3 separate regions of the Mus musculus genome follow, and regions 2 and 3 are each linked to region 1. The links are chromatin contacts, called in public Hi-C and promoter capture Hi-C maps. All regions are on one chromosome and are shown on one strand. The core of a region is the stretch at or near the end of the contact, and the rest is flanking DNA. Distances in the headings are between cores, read along the strand shown.

The links. Promoter capture Hi-C pulls out the DNA fragments that hold promoters and counts their contacts. A called contact is a pair of places that touch in the nucleus more often than the background predicts.
Region 2: a promoter capture Hi-C map of pre-B cells shows a contact between it and region 1. The contact joins the promoter of Gopc here to the promoter of Hsf2 in region 1. A contact is called at or near these places in 1 of 39 promoter capture datasets (pre-B cells) and 1 of 484 Hi-C or Micro-C datasets (CD8 T cells).
Region 3: a Hi-C map of uterus shows a contact between it and region 1, with 4 times the contacts expected there. The contact joins the promoter of Nus1 here to the promoter of Hsf2 in region 1. A contact is called at or near these places in 2 of 484 Hi-C or Micro-C datasets (CD4 T cells and uterus).

The regions. Positions count from the first base shown.
Region 1 is chr10:57,485,070-57,487,691 of GRCm38.p6, reverse strand. It overlaps Hsf2 (heat shock factor 2), which reads right to left and starts at 1,307. Exons shown (of 12, transcript NM_008297.3): 1 at 1,091-1,307. The coding sequence starts at 1,183. 4930467K11Rik (RIKEN cDNA 4930467K11 gene) reads left to right here and starts at 1,339. Exons shown (of 4, transcript NR_045353.1): 1 at 1,339-1,509; 2 at 2,618-2,622.
Region 2 is chr10:52,380,791-52,383,412 of GRCm38.p6, reverse strand. Gopc (golgi associated PDZ and coiled-coil motif containing) reads left to right here and starts at 1,289. Exons shown (of 9, transcript NM_001199272.1): 1 at 1,289-1,802. The coding sequence starts at 1,515.
Region 3 is chr10:52,416,257-52,418,878 of GRCm38.p6, reverse strand. Nus1 (NUS1 dehydrodolichyl diphosphate synthase subunit) reads right to left here and starts at 1,332. Exons shown (of 5, transcript NM_030250.2): 1 at 711-1,332. The coding sequence starts at 1,137.

The DNA.
Region 1 (2,622 bases), core at 58-2,557:
GGGTGAAAACTAGTTTTAACAACAGAAAAGGGCACAAATGAAACGGAGGAGATAACATTTATTTGACATATAGCTAGGTATTTCCCACTTACTCATCTCAAAAACTGTGAACATGAAAATACCCTGAATAAGTCATCAACTCCAGTAAGAGGAGCCGATCCCCTTCATGAAGAGATTTGAACAATCCAAGCATTGCGAGTCTAGCAAAGGAAAGGCACAAGTGATGTAAAGAATCACTCTGCAAAGAATCTTTGTGTGGAACTGGGGGGAGGGGGTCTTGGGTCACCTAGGCAACGCATCAATCTAACACATAACTTAGACCAGGCAAGATACCGGGCTTGATTAAGGTCATCTTTATTTATAAGGAGGATCTGGATCAAACTGATCAAGGCAACCACAAACCACTATGCCGGCAACTATTCTGTGAAATTTAACGACTCGGTTTTTAACTCCAAGCCGCTAAGTTACTAAGCATAGTCTACAGGCACTTTTACTTGAATTATTTTAAAGAAACGACCCAGTCTCAAAACAATAACTGGGAAATTTCTATGTTAAAACTACATAAATAAAATACATAAATAAAATTTAAAAGCTCAAGGCAAGAGCAGTCGGAGTCTGCACATTTTCCCATTATCATCATAAAAGATCCCAGACGCCAGGGCAAGCAATCCCCGCGGAGGTGATTTCTTTAGATAAGACCTGTGCTCGCTCACTAGCCCGCTCGCCCGCTCTCCCGGGGCTCCGCGACCTCCGCGCCCCGCGGCGAGCAGACGACTGAGGATGAGTGTGCAGAACGCGCCGCCGGGGCCGGTTCCGAGCTCCCCGGGCCGGCGGGACCGTTACCAGGGCGCCCCTCCCCCACGGCGCGCGGCCGGAGGAGAACGGAGCCTGCGGGGCCCGGCTCGCCGCGCACACAAAGCCGGGGGTCCGCGCGAGGTGGGGAGGCCGCGCGCCGCCGCAGGCCGCGGGAGAAGCCGAGCCCAGCCCAGCCCAGCCCAACCCAGCCCAGCCGAGCCGAGCCGAAACGAGCCGAGCCGAGCCGAGCCGGTTCGACAAGGGGGACCCGAGGCCACCGCGTCCCCGACCCTACCTGACTCCAGGTGATGAACTCGTTGGTGTGGGTTTCCTCCACAAGCGTCCACAGCTTGCTGAGGAAAGCCGGCACGTTGGAACTCTGCTTCATTGTTAGCCCGGTGCAGGGATTCCAAATTCTACTACCGAACGCGGAGGTCGCAGCGGCGGCGGCGGCGGCGGCGGCGGCAGCAGCGGCGGTGGCAGCAGCTGCTGCTCCGGGGAACGCACACCACGCAGGCGCGGCGGATCTCGGGCTCCGCCCCCTCGGCGCCGCGGGGCGCGCGGTGAAGGCGGAGAGACCCCGCGGCCGCACGTGATGGACAAGGCTTCGCGCTCCACCCCTGCGCTCTACTCCCGCGCCCGGTCTCAGCGAGTCCAATCCAAGGCTTCGGATGCACTACAGAGCAAAGCGATTGGCTGCTGCCGCGAGGAGGGGTGGGCCCAAGAGTGGTTCAGCCTTCTCTGTTACCTTTTAGGCAGGGTACTCTCTTAGGGAATGATATTGGGTCCAGGGAAACCTTGTTTAGTGGATTCGCATGGAAAGGGTTTGGGTGCACCGGCTGTGGCTGGCAGAGTGCAGAGAAGCCCAAGGGCAGTTGACTCATAAGTTTGACCGGCGAAGAGTAATTTGCTCCAATCTAAAGGAAGGAATACATCACATGGGGCAGTGAGCTGCTTGTGAGCAGATGTGCTAGGCCCCTGGTTGAAACTATCTTAAAGACAATGAGCTTTTCTATACATTTTTCATGGGGAGAAAAATAGCTCATTTAAGGACAGTTTTATCAAAACCTGAAGCATGAATAATAGTTCCCTATTTGTGAAGTACTTGCTATTGTGTGTGTGTGTGTGTGTGTGTGTGTGTGTGTGTGTGTGTACTATTAGGAGCCAGCATCTGTTAAGAGCATCTTATATGCTTTTCTCAACTCAGCAAGCATCAGGTGCCTGTCATAAGCCCAGTTCAAAAGCAACGAGTCTAGTTTTAGAGTATCTGAGTCAAAATGATTGTTCTGCATGTACCTCACAGGGGTTTCCTCAGGCAAAATGTGATTCGGAACAGCTTCTTGAGCGAAATTTCCCATTTCTTCATTGACAATAAGACTTTCTACCCGTGAAGAGTAGCTATAATAACGTGGATCTCTGAAAAAAAGATTTTTTAAAAAACTTTTTTTGTTGTTGTTTTGTTTTGTTTGTTACTTAATAGCTGATCATAGTGTCTGGAATCTGTAAGTCAAGCACTCTGGAGGCTGAGGTAGAACTGTGGAGCAGTGGAGGTCAACCTGGGTTAAATAGTGAGCTCCAGGTATCCTGGGCTAATGGCAAGAAATATAGATAGATAGATAGATAGATAGATAGATAGATAGATAGATAGACAGACAGACAACTTTTTCAGTAAGCATATACTGAACACAGTCATACAGCACTGTTTGGATATATGATGGGGATATATGATGGGGTAACTGTGATTTTAAAAAAAAAGACTAATATTTGATGAGGTCTTATGTGACAAGGGCTTTGCATGTCTTATCCTATTTAATCCTCACAGCAACC
Region 2 (2,622 bases), core at 40-2,539, 5.1 Mb after region 1:
AAGTCATAATAGCTTTTGCTTGATGGTAAGCAGTCATGCATTGGAGTAACCAGAGTGCAAACTAAATCTGTTATTTCTTAATTCTTATTGGTACTGCTTTGATGAGAGGCACACAATGCCATGCAGACTTTGGTTGATGATTTATTAGAAAGGTCCGTCCCAAGAACAACTTCCGAAAGATTATGGACTAATTTTCCACATACTCCCGTAGGCGAGTCAGGAAGCACAATTCCTACCTGCCTACTCTAATTAGTCTGGCTTCTCCTTTCCCTTCCGGACAGTCTACTGTTGGTTTAGACAGGGGTGGAGTTGGAGAAGTGGAAGAGATGAGAGGCAGGACACAAAGAAAGCTCTTGATAAATGCTCTCAAATGCACGCAACACTGGAATTAAAAGTCGTGAGAGCCTCACTGTCTTACTAGTTCGGCTTGGATGAGGTCGTTTCATTAGATTTTATGTCCTCAGTGCCTCAATCGGGATATGTATTCAATGTTTATGAACATATGAAAATAACATGGGAACGAGCACAATACTAGTTTATAAGATGATTACAGCATCCCAAGTGGTTGCTTTAGAAATATACGATCTGTGATGCAGTAAGATGAGTGCTATGTACCAAGTGATAACACTTTCACTTTACCTTAATTGCCAAGTGAAGTAAACTTTGGAAACCTTGTTACCCAAGCAAGGTAACACCACTGAGGTGGGGCAGCTAGTATGTAATAATACATTGGCCTAGAACCCCAGCTTGTCAATCATAGAAGGAGGAACCATTGATTCAACAAAACTTGCTCAGTAGCTTCCATAGGCAGCTTCTGGCTGGAATGCACCGTCAGGTTTAGCAACATTAGCCAGTGTCCCCACCCTCCCGCCCTAAGAGCTGGAAATCGGAAGAGAAAACGTGGCTATTGCGCATGCACACACGGCCCTCCCCGCTCCCACCCGAGCCCCTTGACACCCCAGTAGCAACTTTGCTAGACGTCTGTGGACCGGTTCCAGGCCCACTGTGAAGCCAAACTGGCGGAAGCCGGTCCCCTCTGCGACGTGGAATCTTTCCCTTCCCTTCCTCCGGTCTTCCCCACTTGCAAGGGGCCACCTCAACCCTTTGCTTCTCAGGGTTTTGCCGGTCGTCAAAATGGTCGCAGACAGGCTTGTGGAGGCGAAGGCTTTTCATTGGCTAAGCTCTCGTACGGCCCCGCCCACTTTCTCCCTCTGGGCTGCGCCTGCTCTGGGCTCCGCTACGCACGCGCGGCGGGGGCGGGCCGGCTTGCGGGCGGGGCGGGTCTTCCGTGTCGCTGTCGCTGCTTCAGCCCCGCTTCCTTTGCTGCTCTGGAGCTGCGCTGCCGGCGTTGGCGGCGCGAGGGAAGGGAGGGGACCGGCGGGTGTGTGTCTGTGTGTGTGTGCGTGTGTGTCTGTGTGTGCGCGCGCGCGGGGGGCGCCGCGGTGCTAGCAGTTCCCCTCGCGCGGGGCGGGCGGCCAGAGTGAGCAGCAGTCGGCGAGGCCCTGGACGGCGCCATGTCGGCGGGTGGCCCATGCCCGGCGGGAGCCGGCGGCGGCCCAGGGGGCTCCTCCTGCCCTGTGGGGGTCTCCCCTGGCGGGGTGTCCATGTTCCGATGGCTTGAGGTGCTGGAGAAGGAGTTCGACAAGGCCTTCGTGGATGTGGATCTGCTTTTGGGCGAGATCGATCCGGACCAGGCGGACATCACTTATGAGGGGCGTCAGAAGATGACCAGCCTTAGCTCCTGCTTTGCGCAGCTATGCCACAAAGCCCAGACTGTGTCCCAGATCAACCACAAGCTTGAGGTGAGCCTCGGGGGCTGGCAGCAATAGCATTCAACCCCAGGCTGTCCGAGGTCGTTAGATCCCATTTAAAGCACTAGGAAAATGATCCTTAAAAACCTACCCACTGGACACCTCAGCTTCGAATGCGATGGAGAGTGCGTTTTATACGTGAGTGAAGCAAAGGAGTGCGGAGCGGGTGGGGGAGGAAAAGGATGCAGACTGATGTGTGGGTCTCCAGACGTCCTGTCATCCACCTCCCAGCATCTCATGCGGTGGGGACAGGAGCTAATCACACTACCTGCCTTGTAGGTGTTATTACCAAGATCTTCTGTCGGGGAATACCTCAACTCTCCTCTTCTGCTTTGATAATGACAAGCTAGATGATGTATTTTCAGACAGATGCAGCTCTGATTATTTTCATCCAATAGCCCAGATCAACGTCCGTGTCTGTACACAGAGACATGCATGAACTTAGGGGAATCCGATCAAAGCTCTTGGGGAAATGTAATGGAATATATATGTTCCTATCTACCTTCTCAGTTTACATTCACACTTGGCAGATATTACGGGCAGCTATGTCTTTAGAGCTGTCAATATTCAAATAACTTCTAGTATTGAGTGAGATGGTATGTCTTTGTATTTTACAGTATTTTCCCTAATTTCAGACCTTTGAGACTATGTAAAGACAATCCTTTGCTTAGGTCTCTAATCAGAGCAAGGGGAGTGTGATTGCAAACAGGAATTCCAAACCTCCCATTTTGTGTGGAAAATTCAACTAGGCCAGTATTACAAGATTTAGAAATTATGGTGTACTAACATTATATGGGAAACCTTTTAAAAA
Region 3 (2,622 bases), core at 83-2,582, 5.1 Mb after region 1:
ATATTTGCCATTATAACTAACGCTTTAGGCTTGTCATGCAGTAAGTGTTGAGTTCTGTCCTTAACAAACCCGTGGTGAAATCCACTGCCTTGATTACTTGAAGGAACACAAGTGTATCTAGTACTGTACTGGCCTCTAAGGTGAAATGGCAACACGTGATTTCAGGCCTTTTTCCAGGCCTATCAAAACTCTCACACACTTTTCAGAAACCCCATTCAAATGCCACCTAACTCCAAGAGAGCTCATTTGGAAATCCTACAATGCAGCTCACGTATAAAGCCGCCACTGCTTGGTCGCCCTTAAGATGAGTTCATTGAACCCCCTTGAAGAGACACTTTGAAGAGCGCACAGACTGGTTAACTCCCCGTTACTTTTATGACCTTGGGCAAATCAGTTAATGTTCTGAACGTCAGCTCCCTCTTTCGTGAAACAAAGCCAGAGAAAACCACCTCCCTTAACGGACTACATTAAATATCTTTTACATGTTACAAACACTAACCAAATCTAAAGACTTTGTCAACGTCAACGTTCAATAAGACTGATCTCCCTTCCTCGAAAGCACCAGCACAGTGTAAGGGCCAAGGGCTACCGAAACTCGCAGGGCCTGGAGAGGGCGGCGGCCTCGCAGGACGACCGGGAACAAACTAGCTAGAAACGTAGTCCTCAGACTCGGAAGTGCCTCGGTCACCCCACCTCCCACCCGGCCTCACCTTGGTGGTCGTAGACGCTAATGTAGGAGATCCCCACGGCCATACACCACACCACGAGGCTGGCGATGTCTGAGAAGCTGGGCTCCTGCACTTCCTCCGTGACCAACAGGCCCATGTGCACCGGCAGCTTCTGCAGGGACCGGACGTCCGCGCGCCAGCGCAGCCGAGGATGGGTGGCGGCCGGTCCCGGTCCCGGTCCCGGTCCCCCGTGCGGGTGCCGGTGATGACGCCGGTTCCTGCCGACGGCCCGGGGCTTGCGGAGCGTGAAGCCGAGCGGCGCTAGGACCGCGGCGGAGGCGGCGCGACAGCAGCGCCGCCAGATCCAGTTCCAGGTGCCGAAGCGAACGCGGAGCCAGGAGGTGAGCGTGAGGTGCAGGCAGAGCAGCGCGTGCAGCACCCGCCACACCAGCTCGTACAGCCCCGTCATACTCCTGTGGCGCTCGGGCACCGTCACCTCCCTCCGGCCCACACCCGCGGCGCGACAGGGTCTTATCCGCCCCAGCGGCCGGCGCGGGCCATCGCTCCGCGTCCCCCCACCCCCCGCGCCCGAGCCCCTCGCCACTGCCAACACCTCACCTAGCCCCCGCCGCCATCTTCCTCCGCCCTCCGCAGCCCCGCCCCCGTTAGTACATGGAGAGTTCTGATTGGCTGCCGGGGAACTCCGACGCGACCGGGAGTCGTGGCTGGAGCCGCCACCGCACTGCTAAAGAGAGCGTGCGCTTGAGAATGAGGCTGGCTCCGGGCCGCTGGCGCCCCCTGGGGATGAGGAGGGCGACGCGCCAACGCCTCTAGCCTTTCTCCTATGGAATGATTGGGCTGTTCCTCAGACTGAGGGGAGGATCTGCAGCTTGAGATTTGTTGCCTATCTCCCCCTCACGGCCATGACAGAAACGATTCCCAAGGAGTTAAAAGCAATCTAAATGAACTGGAAGTTACACAGAGAGAATCCACCACCGCATCAGCAAGTGTAGATGCTGGAAATCGACCACGGTCCCCAAACAGAAGTGTTCTTGTCCCCAAAGGCTCAAGTGTTCTTGGAGAGGTCTCATCACAGTTCTTTGTCCAATCTTCCGACGAGAATAGAACGTCCCAGAATGGGAATGAAGTCCTACAGCATAGGACCTGGAAACAGACTGTTAGGGTCTGACACTGTTAGGGTCCCTAACAAATCAAGCTCTGCCACCTGTCCTTCATAGACCAATGACACAATAGAAGGTAAATACAGAAAAGCGAAACTGATTCAATGTGGCCACTCTGAGAAGAGAATCAGTGCCCAGATACAGTTGGATCTGTGTAATACAGACATATTTTTTACTGTATAGCCCCTTTTCCCATTAGGAAATGTCTACAGGCCTTAATGTTTTGGCCATTGTCACCTGTTTTAATTGGTCTCATTTCTGTAAGAATTGCTTTGCTTTAGTTTAAAACGTGAGTCTCATGTCCATCTGCAAGTTTTGTTGCCTTTGGCAGGAAATGCCTGTGGAGGAATTTTAATTGGGCAACATGGCTCCTCTCAATAACCGTAGCCAAAGATATGATCTGGCCATGATCCACACTGGATTACAGTATGATCTGGCTGGAATACACACACTCCCTTAGCACATACCTGTAATCCCTGACAATGAAGATAAGGCTAGTTTGTTGAAGGAAGCATCCATGTTTGAAATTGATGTTTAATTGAAGGGCAAAGTTATGAATCAGGAAAAAAATTGAGTGAGAGATAGGATACGTCCAACTCACAGAAAAACAGACAGGAAACAGATGCTAGTTATGGGAGGGAGGAGAGAGAGAGAGAGAGAGAGAGAGAGAGAGAGAGAGAGAGAGGTGGAGTGGGGAGGTGGGTAGTATATGTGTATGGCAGTTTTACAAAAACAGTTTTACTGAGATAGGTTACAGAGGGAACAAACTAGAT